2 separate regions of the Mus musculus genome follow, and region 1 is linked to region 2. Evidence: chromatin contacts called from public promoter capture Hi-C data. All regions are on one chromosome and are shown on one strand. Each heading gives the region's core, a stretch centred on a gene start, on an enhancer-like site or on the middle of the called end of the contact. The rest is flanking DNA. Distances are from core to core; before and after follow the strand shown. Region 1 holds the start of Cdcp1 (CUB domain containing protein 1). Region 2 holds the start of Topaz1 (testis and ovary specific PAZ domain containing 1).

Region 1 (7,011 bases), core at 4,084-6,583, 470 kb before region 2:
AGCGTCAACTCAGCCTTTCTGGCTTGGCAACAAGTATTTTTACTCACTAAGCCATCTTGCCAGCCCTTACATATTCTTATTTTAATGGAATGTGTTCCTTAGTATTGTCCTATGAAAAGGTGTATGGGACCCCATCTATACTTTTCCTATTTTACCACTTCTGGTAGTTTTGCTGGGCCTATAATTTTAAGTCAGCTTCTTTCAGGTTTTTGAAAGTATTGATTTCTAGCTTCTAGAGTTGCTCATGAAAAAACAAGTCCAAGCCTCCTCATGCTTGGTTTTTTGTTTGTTTGTTTGTTTGTTTGTTTTTTGGTTTTTGGTTTTGTTTTTTTTTTTTTTTTTTTTTTTTTGGAAAGACCTCTGGAAGTTATAGAATCTGTTTGTTAGAGCTTTCTGAAATCTCACTGTGGTGCGTCTTAATGAAAGTCCTTGATATTTATTGTTCAGGACACTCCATAGGATATGAAATCTAGAAACTCATGGCACTCTTGCCTGGGAGGAATTGAATGTCATTGTTGGTGACCTCTTGTTTTATCTGCTCTTTTCCAGGGAACCTACTAGCGTTCTCGAGTTCAGTTCAATAGTTCTCTCTCAGGTCTTTTGTGTGCTGAGCAAGCCCTCTACCACTGAGCTACACATTCAACATCTCTGCTTGTTTTCAAAAAACATGTACTACTGTTGGTTTTTTTTTTTCCAAAAATTTTTAAATTTCCCTAAACAGAAAAAAGAGAAGTTTAGCTGGGTGGTGATGGTGGTAGTGGCACATGCCCTTTATCCTAGCACTGGAGAGGCATAGGCAGGTGATCTCTGAGTTCAAGGCCAACTTGGTCTACAGATTGAATTCTAGAAAAGCCAGGGGTAGAGGTAGAAAGTCTGCCTTGAAAAACAAAAACAAGAATAAAACCAAACTAAACAAATTTCCCTAAACTGTTTTATTATAATCTGTTTCTGTTCCATAGCTACAATGTTACCTATATCTTGCTAAGGGAGTTAGCAATCATTTTTATCTGACTTTGCTCTTTCATCTTCTCCTATATAGTCTTTCCCCACCATGCTACTTTATCTTGTTTAATAAGTCAATTTTCAAAGTTTTCCTCAGATGGCAGATGTGGTCAGAGTTTAGAAGTGAGAGATAGACGAATGAGCTAGGAACTTCATGGAAGGAGCTGGCCAGCTCACCTAGGGTCCGTCAGTGGTCTGCTCAGATTTGGAAAACATCCAGCAGGTAGGAGGAGCAGTTGGCAGGCGCTGGACTCCCAGCATTCTAGATGCATACATTTTCTGAATCTATCTTTAGAACACTTCCAGGCCCTCAGCTATGCCAGCAGCTCTGAGCACAGATCTTGAGAATTCTTTGTCTCCAGAAGCAGTTGCTCAGCCAGGAAGAAGGCAGGAAACGGCTCCAGCAGCTAACTATAGGACTTCTCTGCAGCCTCCCCTATTTTAGCAGCAATAGCTAAAAACATCTTCTTAACCCGAGTTCCGGAATTGGAGCTGCCATTTCCTGAGTGGATTTTCTTTTCTTTTCTTCTTTTCTTTTCTCTTGAGGATTTCACAGTGTAAATCCTGTTATCAACCTCCCCCTAGCTAGATTGGGATTCTACTTTCTCTCTGCTCCCAAGGCTGGTTTACAGCCTGTTCATTCTCTTTCCAGCCTCTAGGATCAATTTTGCTGCTGTCTTTCTTCTCTGCCTGTCTAAACTTCTGTGCTTTTAAAATCTCTGTTCTTTTAACCTTTGAAGAAGAGTTCCAGAAGAAGTCAGACATACTCTGAAGACGTTTCAGAAGTGAGATTCGATAGTCTATCCTATTCTATGTCTCTATTTTCTTATTTGAGACAGTCTCACTATGTCACAGGCTGCCCTCAAACCTGTGATCCTCCTGCATCAGCCTCAGCATGAGCTAGCCACGCACAGGGTCTATTTTAAATTTTAAAAAATACACACGCGTTTATTTATTTTGTGTGGCATACATATGGAGGTCAGAGGACACCTGTTCCTGAGAAAGAAGAATCGGCTCTCTCTTTCCACCATGCTGGCCTGGGGATCAAACTCAGCATCAGAACCAGTGGCCTTTATTTACTGAGCCATCTTGTGAGACCCACAGGACCTATTTTAAAACTCACATCTCAGTTCGCCATTTCTCTCCTGCAGCAAGCAGGTCTAGCTGCCTAAATTTTCTTGACTTTTCCCATTCCTCCATGTGAAGACGACAGAGCATGCTCATAGCTGGCTGGTACTTTTTTCCAAGGATCAGAATGTCATCCCGGGAGATCTTGACTAGTGGTACAGTTTGGTCACCAAGCACGTGACTCCTTGCTTTCCTCCTCTCAGCTTTGCCGCCGTTGTCTGGACCATCATTAATCGTCACTTCTGGCAATGACTTGTTTTCAGAAAGTCGGTCTCAACCGTGAAGTCAGTTAAGCAAATTTTGGAGAAATGGATTGCAAGTAAAATAATTTTGTTCCTTAGGCTCAACTTGTCACGAAGCATCTCTCCCTCTTGTTACTTTCCCTGGGAAACAATGTGTGTGTTTGGTGATATGCAAGTCTGCCTGATGGCACAAACCACTTAAATCTCAATCAAATAAGAATGTTCTATTGAAAGCCACACCCCAAGACTGATCGATCAGGGCCACAGGTCAGCCTTAGGAGCTGACTGTGATGTTGATTCATGATCCTATTGGCTTTTTAAGTCTGAGATCTACAAACATCTATGCCAAATTATTCTGCCAATCATGAACTTAGGGATGGGGATTTCCTTAGGAACATGTCTTTGTTGTACATTTATCCTGCTCCCATTGGTTGAGGTATTCTACTATGATGGGGGTCTTGCCTTGTCTAACATTCATGTTTTAACTTGTCAACCAGGATGGGACTTATCTAACACTCATGTCTTAATTTGCCAACCAGGATGTCAGTTACCCACGTACATGTCTCTTTCTGCTAAATAGAGATGTCAGTTCCCAGGGAGAGGGAGGTCTTGGGAACTTAAACTTTACTCAACCCCTACTCAAAATGGAAGTCTTATTCCAAATAGTTTCTTATATTGGTGCAGGTGTCTCTCCTATGTTGGGGTCTATCCCAGGGGCAGCCTATAAAAGCAAATACCATGAAAGCTTATACACAGGTGCAGGAAGTGCTGCTGAGTGGTTGGTTCAGGTCCAAGCTTATTGTGGGTGACTACACAAAGCAGTTCTACTGACTTCTATCATCTTGGGTTCCAAGGGCACAGAACATAACAAAATATGTAGTCAACTTGGGCATGAGAAAGTTTCCTAGTAACAGCAGAAGCAACATATGAGAATTTTTCCTTATAATGTTAGTTAACAGCACAAAATGGCAGGCTAAGCAGGTAACAGTTACCTAGGCCTTAATATTCCATCTAGGCCTTAAAATTTTACCTAGGCCTTAACAATAGGGAAAAGATGTTTCATAGTTTGGTCACAGTAACCTTTATTTATTTATTTATTTATTTATTTATTTATTTATTTTGGTTTTTCGAGACAGGGCTTCTCTGTGTAGTATTGACTGTCCTGGCACTTGCTCTGTAGACCAGATTTACCTCAAACTCAGAGATCTGCCTGTTTCTGCCCCACAAGTGGTAGGACTAAAGGTGTGTGCCCACCATGCTCAGCCATAAGCATTTTTAAAAAGTTTAGCTTTTTCATCAAGATTTCTCTTTCTTGCTGGACATGGTAGTGTACACCTTTAAGCCTAGCATTTAGAAGGTAGACAAGCAAATCTCTGTTGAGTTGAGACCAGCCTGGTCTACAAAGTGAGTTCCCAGCCAGCTAGAGCTTCATTGAGAGACACTGACTCAAAACAAAACTGGAAAAAAAAAACCCTAATAATAAAAAGAATTCTTTCTATTAGTTCAGCAGCAATCCAAGAATTGCCAGTGAGGTAAGTGCACTTAGAGCCGGAAGTCTGAGACCCCATCTCCCCAACCTCCAGTTTATAGGCCCTTCTGTAGATGGAGCTGTGTTAAGGTCTTGCCTCAGGCTGCTCAGAACTGGAGAGTGTTTGCTTCTTTCTTCTTTGGAAACTGAGAAGAAAGGGATGAAGCTCTGGAGAAGTGACTTTTCATCTCCGTTGAGTATTAGCTCAGATTTTCCAGAAGCTAAAGAGAAATTGGGGCCACACTCTGACTGATACTGGGGCATGGGCTTCTGTTTCTGTCATAGATTCCTGGAAAGGTCTGAGTGACCTTGGCCATGGGCACAGTAAATGCATAGGGCCACTGAATCCTTTGGGCTGAAATCTGGCTTGCCATCCACGAGGTCCCAGACCATCTACCATCACTGCCTGTGATTCAGGACATGGGATGGCCTAGAGCAGTGGTTTTCAACCTGTGGGTTGCAACCTCTTTGGAGGTCAAATAACATTTGCACAGGGATTGCCTAAAACCATCAGAAAACAAAGATATGTACATTAAGATTCATAATATAAGCAAAATTATAGTTATGAAGTATCAATGAATAATTTCATGGTAGGGGGGTCATCACAACATGAGGAACTGTATTAAAGGGTTGCATTATTAGAAAGGTTGAGAACCTCTGGCCTAGAGGATAGAAGACTCCACAAGACCTCTTAAACCAGAACTAGGTAACCTAGCTATATCTGAGAAGAGATTGGCTGCAGGACAGACCAGCTTCTGATCAGAATCCTTCACGCTCACACCCACTGCCCAACTCAGTAGCACTGTGCCCACTCCCCTACTCACAACCCAGCTAAGGGCCTTGTGCACCTGCTTGGGTTTCTTCTCTTGAGCCTTTCCAGTCTCATGCACCCATTCAATCTACTCTTCCCACAATCAACGCAGGGTTTCTGAAGTGTCTCGTTCTAGCACCCTCGTCCAGCATCTGTGAAACCCTTACTTCAATAAAGAACAACCCAGCAACTTGGCAGAACCCACCCCGTGCCTTCACATCTGTCCTAACTTTGCCCTGCTTTGGCATCTTTGGGCTCGTTGCCCAAATAGGAAAGCTTATCTTGTCTGACACTGGGAAGAGCTGGTGAACTCTGGACACTGCAGGGGAGAAGCTGGAGCAGGCCTAGGCCCCTGTCCAGCAACAGAGAAAGCCAAAAGGTTGGGGATCAGTGACCAACAGGAACCTCAACCAGCACACCTGAACAGCGGAAGGAGAAGGAGCTGGCTGGCAACAAAGTCTTTTGGACTTTGAGAAAGGAACTGAAGCCCGGGAAGGCGGGGACAAATTTGCCTCAAGGCCACCGGGCAAGGGAGGGTAGTACCTGAGCTGAGGCAGGAAGAGGAGGAGGCCACAGAGGAAGCGTGGGTCACCCTCGCTCTTGCTGAGCGGGCGGGGCGGGGTCCTGCGCGCAGGTGAGCGGCGGGGCAGGGCGGGGCGCAGCTGCGTTTCGGTGCCTAGGCGCCACCGAGGCCACTCGCAGACACAGGCCACAGTCGTGCCCTAGGGAGACCGAGGCGCCCCCCGAGTCATGGCCCACTCGGCCTGCGGGTTCTCAGTCGCACTGCTGGGGGCCCTGCTGCTGGGCACAGCACGCCTGCTGCGCGGGACAGGTAAGAGCAACCTGTGGCCGGCCAGGGAGGTGCCTGGAGGTGGCGCGTGTTCAGGGGTTACACGATCCGGACCTGGTAGCACAGTCCTAGATGGTGGGGCGAGGTCCCCGGGACGACTCGCCCCAGCGCTCAGGCACGTGGGAGAGTCCTGGACCTGGGTGAGCTTCCCTGGCCTAGGAACAAATAAGCGCGCGGAACAAGCCTTAGGAGGACGTTCTCCAGGCAGCACATTGTGCCATGGGTACTTTGCTGAGACTCTTAGGGATACTCGATTGGGACGTGGGAGAGCTTTCTTCTTCGGGCCCACTCCACACCTGGGCCAGAGAAGTGAGTGCAAGAAGAGGGTGGTTTGACTTCCCGCTGAGGTACCATTTTAGCTGTCCGTGCGTGCGCGCCCGCTCATCCTGAGGCCTAAGGACAGCTTCAAGCGGACAGTCACCAGGCAGCAGCGGGCATCTAGCTGCAGAGACCCCACAGGTGCCCCACCTCTTCCCTGGTGGAAGGTTGGAGTGTAATTCCGTGGAGCCTGTGAATTTCGAGTAGTTTGGATTGGGAGTAGAGGCTGCTCTGATCTCGGAGATCGCTCCAGGAAAGAATAGGATTTGTGGGCCCTAGGAGTAGAATACCGCGAATAAAACTAGCTTTCTTCAAGTAAGAACTTGATGTGAGGCTCTTTCTCAGACTCGCACAGGTTTTTATGTTTTAAAAAATAGTACGGTCCAAGTCATAGTTGGGGTCTGTAATATCAACAACTAAGGGGGTGTTTGTTTGTGTTGGACAGGTAGATAAATTAGCATAAATTAAAGAATAAAATTAAAACGGTGTGGTTAGACTTGGGCGTAAGCCGCAGGAAAACTTCCTGGTTTCTTTTTCCAACATTAGGTGATATATAACTGCATAGTAAACAGGAAGACTTAAGACCTCCTTTTAAACTACACACACAGACACACTGTGGTATATATTTTGTTGTTGCTAGCTAGGGTTTGGTTTCTGTTTTTCTGGGTCTCCCGGTGTCTCCCAAGCTGGCCTTAAAACTACTGAGTTTCATGCTCCCACTCCATACTCCTGGAATTCATTACAGATGTGGGCCACCACTTTCTTAGGAGTGAGTTTTCAATCCATTTAAGGGACAAAGTATGTAGTCCCGGTTGTAGAGTGTCTGCCTAGCAAGTACAAAGCCCTGGGTTCAATTCCCAGCACTTTATAAACTGGGCATGGTGGCTCATACTTGTGATCCTAGCATTCTGGAGTGGAGGCAGGAGAGCTGGGAATTCAAGGTCAGTCTCAGCCTCATTGTGAGTTCTTTACAGGCCTGGGATATATGAAATTTTGTCTTAAAAACATTTTAAGAGCAGAAAAATAGGAAAGGAATGCATGTGTGCATGAGAGGAGTGGGGAGGGTGTACCAGCATTCTTGGAGGCAGGTGACACTCTAGGGAATGTTTTGAGGTGTTTCTGACTTTCTATG
Region 2 (6,419 bases), core at 3,850-6,349:
GTGAGAATTCCACAGGTCAGTGCTGGTGTTTTCTTCAATGTCTTCTTAAGCTCTCTACCTTATTTTCTGATGTAAGGTCTCTTACTGAACCTGGAGCTCACCAATTCACCAGCTAGATTGGCTGCCCAGTGAACTCCATAGGTTACCCTGTCTCTGCACATTCAGTGTGTGCATGATAGACATGTACCTTGGCACTTTTTTTCTGCTTTGTTTTGTTTTAATGTGGCTGCAAGTGATTCAAAATCAGGTCCTCATGCTTATATGATAAGCACTTTACCCATTGAGCCATCTTCTCAGTTCCCTTGAGGTTGGTGTCATGTCCTGAACTACTCTCTCTGCTTCCTGGCTATCAAAAGGTAGGCTATGTTCTCTTCAGGCTTAAAACTACAAATTGAAATCTCTGAAACTTTTTTTTTTAAACTGTTTCTCTCAGGCATTTGTCACAACAGTGAGAATGTCAACACAGGTCCTTGCTTCTTATCTATGCTATGCTAAAATACTTCCCATTCCCATAAAATACTGTTCTCTGACTCAGGCCTCACAGTTCTGATGGAAATTCTTTTTCTTTTCACGGATAATATTAAATTTGTGTACAAAATTTCACAGCCCTTCATTGGTAAAATAAATTATGAAACGTAAGACAAGCTATAAAGGTAAAGATCTTAAACATTAGTTTTAGAATTTAGATAAGACTGGGCTTATGTCCAGTCTCCTTTTCTAGCAGTGTGACCTTGGGCAAATGACAGTTTATTATCATTATTCTCGTCTCTAAAATGGGTATATTTTAGAGTCAACTCTTTATATAGTAAAGTAGTGAACATTCAATTTGCTGAGAAGTTGCAAGTTCCCAAAGCACTAAGAATATTGGAAGAGTACAGTATCCAAAATGCAGTTATAAATACTAGAGATTTAAGCTATGTGTCACTGAATCTTTGACAAAAGTGTGGTCATGTTTACTTTTTCATCTATTCATGAAACATTCCAGTGTTTAAACAAAGCATGCAAATACAAACCAGAGCTTAAAGAATTATATAAATGTAGTCAAATGTGTTATTACACAGATCTGTACCAACCAGAACAGGTTGCTCCTGAGCACAAAGGTCATTACTAGTCACAACAAAGTTGCTTCAAGGAAATGAGTGCTATCAGGACAGTGATGATTTAATGTGATTTATTATCTTAGAAATCAAGTGGAAACACACTATTGTCTTCTGATAATTAATTTAACTTTTGAATCTACTTGCAAGTCTTATTTCAAATAAATTTCAGGGCTTCTCTGTTCCCTGAAAGACGATTAAAAAAAAAAAAAAAACTAACAAGAAATCCACAGAAAATGGGCTAATTCATCAGTAAAACTGACTAAAATGAGCTCATATACATATTTCTAATGAAAATAAACTCAACTGATGAAGAAGTCACTTTATAAATTACTTTGATTTTAAAAGCTAATCTGCTTTATATGTTTCAAGAAATATCTATTTTTAACTTTAGCATAACACTTCTAGGAATTAGCAGTAATTTGCTGTATTTAATAAATAACTATTAAAAATGGTGTGTCAACACCAAAGAGTGCTGTAAAACCCAACAATCATCTGAACCAAAGGCATTCTTGAACATGCATACCTCAAATCGCCTGGTTCTTTTTTCCCTGGAAGGTGCATGTGCTTAAAATCTGCTGTTGGTTGGTCTTCAGATACTCTGGGCTCCTGGCTTATCTTGGAGACTTCTGAAGCAAAGGAAAGATCCCCCTCACTGGAGATTCCAAAGAGCTCTGGATCATCTTGAATTACATCAATCAAGAGGACATCATCTTCATATGCTTTAAGAATATCTGGAAACCCCAATTTGAGTTCTGAAATGCTTTTAGTCATTTTTCTACCACTAATTTCAGAGGAAATTGGCACAAATGCTTCTTGTTTCTTAGAGCAGAAGGAACTTTGATCAATATATCCAAGATCACAAGAAAAGGTATTATTTTCAATTTTCATAGAAATAGACTCCTTATTTGAAATAATATTTCCTGGTTCAGAGATGTGATTACATGCTTTATTATCGTAACCTTTCTTGGTAAAGCTCGAAGAAGTACAGGAATTCTTATTGTAGAATGAATGAGAACTAGCTTGCCCTGGAGCTATACAACTATGTAAATTCAAAGACTGTGGTCCTGAAGTTGTACAGATATTTTCCTTATTCCTATTTTGTTTTGCCTCTACTCCAGATAAACTGTCAAGTAGCTCTAGGGGGCTATAAGCTTCTCTCTCAGATGACCTGGCACTTACTGCTCCTCTTTTTCCTGTCTTGTTCTTTAGTAAAGGGATTTTAAAATTAGTCAGCCGTCCCGTGTTTAATATTTTAACCAAGTCCGGTGCCACAAGTGTTTGCTTAGTAATACAAACTTTTCGATGAACAGTTTTATTTGCACAGTTATTTGTTTCCTGGCTCTCTTGGGATGCAACTGTTAAATTAAGTTTTGATAAATTCCCTTTCCTTTTCTTATTTCCTGTTAAGCTTTGAGTTATATTACTTAACTGGGTGTCTTCAGTTGCATTAGAAACTACCTCTGCCCCATTTCTGCTGGGTTCCTCTAACTTTGTCTTTTTATCATGGGACATAGCTTCCTTTATATCCATCACAGTAGATTCTACTGAAGAAACTGAAGACAAACAACTTAAATCAGAATCATACATTTCTTTTCTTGAGGACTCAGTAGTTCTTTCTGTTAAGGATGGTTGTAACAGTTTAGAGTCAGGTAAGTGAGTCTGGTTCATTTGGTGTATTATAGAATCATGTTGCCTAACATTTTCCAGTGGCCCCAGAAGTGAGTAATTTAAATCTGACAAGGAAGTCTTTTTCCAACACTGGGCAGATATTCTAGCACAAGAATAAAAAGGCCAAACTCTTTTACCAGTCATTGGTATTGTTCTGCAACAGCTAACCTTTGACTCTTCAGTTTCACTTCTCAGATCTCCCCGTGGAGATCTCTTTTCCATATGATGGCCGTCACTAGGTGATTTCACTGTAGAGCTTATCATCGATTTATTATATTTTTCTGGCTCTATACGTTTGCATCCTAAGGACTCTGAAGTATTTTTTATATCCTCTTTCAAACTTGATTCGAGGGTTTTCTGAAGCATAGCATTTATGTGATGCCTAGAACTTGTTTTCCCCACTGTTTTGGGGAGACACAAATGGTCCACCGGAGGGAGTGTATTATGGTTTATTTTTCTTAAAGCTTTTAGAAAACTTTTTTTAGGTTCTAAGGTCTCTGCTTCTTTCCCTTCCATACCCATTTGGTTTTCTTGTAACACCAACACAGAATTGTTACATACATTAGACAAAGTAAGATTAATATTTTTTTCTTCTTTTCCAGACTTCATTTTTTTCCTGTGTTTTCTCCCAGTGTTGTTCTCCTCTACTGAATATTTGTTTTTTTCACTTTGAAGGCAAGAAGTCAAGCCATTGTTTTTATTTTGGTATAAATGACTTTCTTCAAGCAGTAACTTACTGGCTATTACACTTTTTTCAGTTTTTAAAAGCTTAGTAGTAGTTCTTGTGTCATCTTTCTCTGCAAGATTCCTAAGGTTTTCTTTCTTTAACTTCAAAGAGTTCTCTTCAGTGTGTAGACATACATCATGAGGTTTATCCTCAAAGTTGTTTTCATTATTACAACCTTCAGAATGGAGAAAACTGTAATCATGCAATTCAAAGCTGCAATTTTTTTCTACTCCAGGTGATAAGCTGTTACAAGAATGTTTTGGGGTATTCTTGAACAGTTCATCTTGGAATTCAACTTTAATATTTTGTGTTGCCTCATTTTTAGTTATTTCAAGAGGTGGATTTTCTAAACTTTTACATTTTTTAATTCGCATTCTTCTTTTAATACCTTCTCCCAATTCTTCCTTATCCAAAGACTGTAAGAAAGCCATATTTTGAAATTCACTGCACTCCACTGTTTGCAAAGACTCCGAACTGGTTATTGATGTCTTTCTTACCAGGTCAGTCCCTGGCTGTGGATCATCACTTGGGGCCTCAGTAATTTTTCCATTCTCTTTGGCTGATCAAAACAAGAAAACACACCAGAAGACATTTTTACACTGGGCAGAAAGAAGCAATATCAGTTAACAGAAAAATCTGTGAAGCCATCCATTTGTATTTTCCTGATGAGCTATTTAGACATACAAACTGATTTTCATATTAAGTATTAAAAATTTTTAAACAGGGTCCATTGCATAACACAGGCTGACCTCGAACTTGAGATTCTCCTGCTTCAGCCTCCCACCTGGTAGATTATGGGTGTGAATCGCCTTGGCCAGCTTTAAGATCTAATTAAGAACTAGAAATAAACCTCTATAAATTCTAAAACAGCAGAAAAACCTTTATAGATAGCATCATTTACTCTAGTTAAAACAAACCACTAGTATTATTAATTCCCTCGACAGTAATTATAATGATTGAGCTCCTAAATGGGCATACACTTATTTAATTTTTTTAATCCTTCCCATCTCACCTCTCCTCACCAAGTGCACTGGTAAATACCACACAAATACAACTAAAGGTTAGTAGTAGAGCAAAGACAGAGGCAGCTGAGGAAAAAAAGGCTTCGGGGTCGGGGTGACCACCAGCTTCCTTACTGCGTCTTCTGGGATGAGAGAGGGTTCTGCCTCCTTCACTGCTCTAGGCCCCCTGTTCACCGACCCTCCTCTGCTTGCTACCTTCCAGGACGCGGATGTCTCACCCAACTTGTCACCTTCTGTCTCTTCTCTCCCAGAAGCCTGGGTCACCATCCTCTGCTTCTGCCTGCTCTCCTCCTCGCACCCCCTGGCCTCCAGGCTGCAGCCTCCCCCCTCGCCTGGCTCTGGCGTCAGCGGAAGGCCTCGCTTCCTCAGGCCTCGGGTGGTGCCTTTGCACCCTGGCTCCTTGGTCGGGTCTGGGGGCGTCGCTGGCGGCCGCATCCGCCCACAGCCGCCCACTCAGCCTCTCTGGGAAGCCTAGACGGCCTAGAGCCGCTGCTCCCCCTGCAGGACACAGGCTACTGCCCACCCTGGCCCGGCCTGGCCTCGCTTCCGACCCTGTACCCGACACTACAGGAAGCGGAAGTCGGTGGGCTGGGCTCGGCTGGGGGCAACTGGCTGAGGGCCACGTGGTCCGCCCGTCCACTTGCTCCCTCGAAGAGCCCTGGCTGCACCCGGAGGTGACAGGGTCTCACCCCGGCCAGAGCCTCACCGCACAGGTTTGTGGTGGTGCCTCCTTGGGTTCCTCACCCTTCTCCAGACCTGGACTTCTGGAGGTGCCTGTTTCAGCACTGTGACAATGGTTGTCTACAAGTGGCTTCTAACTGCCTCCAACACTCCTGCGAGTCCACTGTCGCTTACTTCTCAATATGGCTGTCACATTATCCAGATAGCTCAGAGATACCCCAGCTGCTGACATGCAAAATACCATTTATTTCTGTAAAAGGTTGCTTCTCCGGTGTTGGCGGACAGAGGTTTCTAGATGTTCTTCTGGATTCCTTGCATGTTGATTTATCAAATCTGCTTGGTTCTATTTTCAGCCTTCGTTACTTCTCCCCCTTTCCCGTTACTGCGGCTCTGGCCCTTAGACTTTGACCTACAACACCATGCTTCTAATTTTATTGATGTCTCCATCCTTGTGTTAGTCCAGTCAAGTTTGACCAGCTTGCCAGGCCATGCCTCTCCATTGAAAGAGGATCCTGGTATATGCCCCATCTTGACCCTTCACAAACCTCCTTTGCTTAAAGATTGGAATGGAGTTTATCCTCCTTGTGTGTTATTTTGGATCCTGTCTACTGTGTCCATTTGTGAATATTTAATCAGTACTGACCTTGTAAAAGGAAAGTGTTCTTTTGTGGAAAAGGTTGTGGGTCTGGTGGTCATTCAGAGATTCACCAGTCTGATTCAGGTTTTAGTTTTAGTAAGTTAGAGGATTTTTATTAAAAAGAGACTGGCCAGGACTAGAGTTCCCTAGGCAAGGCCCCAGTTATTGTTAATCTAAGGGTTATAAAGGCAAAAACCATAAACTAGTAGTTTTGGGAACTAAATCAACTCATATCCTATCTGGGTTCAGGCAAGGCTTGCTTTTCTAACAGGCATCTCAAAGGTGTCTCAGATAATCCAAACAAGCAAGCATTTGATACAAAACTGGGCCTTAGCAGTTTAGCCTGTTCAATCTTGTGACCCATTACCTTGTAGAATAGCTGAGAGAGTAAAGCATTTTGCAACAATCAGCATTTTTTTTTCTTTTAAGAAGAGCCCAACCGTACCAGGAAGTAGTCCATTTTCAGGTCAGCTCACAGGGTACATTTAAGGTAGGAGCAACTTCCTCATTGCTTATACAAGTTAAAAACAATTTGGTTTTACAAGCCTAGCACAGTAAATATTTCCTCTAAACAATGTTCACCA

Evidence for each region. Promoter capture Hi-C pulls out the DNA fragments that hold promoters and counts their contacts.
Region 1: a contact with region 2 is called in a promoter capture Hi-C map of embryonic stem cells, with 2.2 times the contacts expected there. The contact joins the promoter of Cdcp1 here to the promoter of Topaz1 in region 2. A contact is called at or near these places in 5 of 39 promoter capture datasets (the C10 cell line, the HPC-7 cell line, embryonic stem cells and 1 more), 1 of 115 datasets of contacts at active chromatin or transcription factors (embryonic stem cells) and 1 of 9 other capture datasets (liver).

The regions. Positions count from the first base shown.
Region 1 is chr9:123,214,360-123,221,370 of GRCm38.p6, reverse strand. It overlaps Cdcp1 (CUB domain containing protein 1), which reads left to right and starts at 5,333. Exons shown (of 9, transcript NM_133974.3): 1 at 5,333-5,543. The coding sequence starts at 5,462.
Region 2 is chr9:122,745,879-122,752,297 of GRCm38.p6, reverse strand. It overlaps Topaz1 (testis and ovary specific PAZ domain containing 1), which reads right to left and starts at 5,099. Exons shown (of 20, transcript NM_001199736.2): 1 at 4,736-5,099; 2 at 1,624-4,054. The coding sequence starts at 4,952.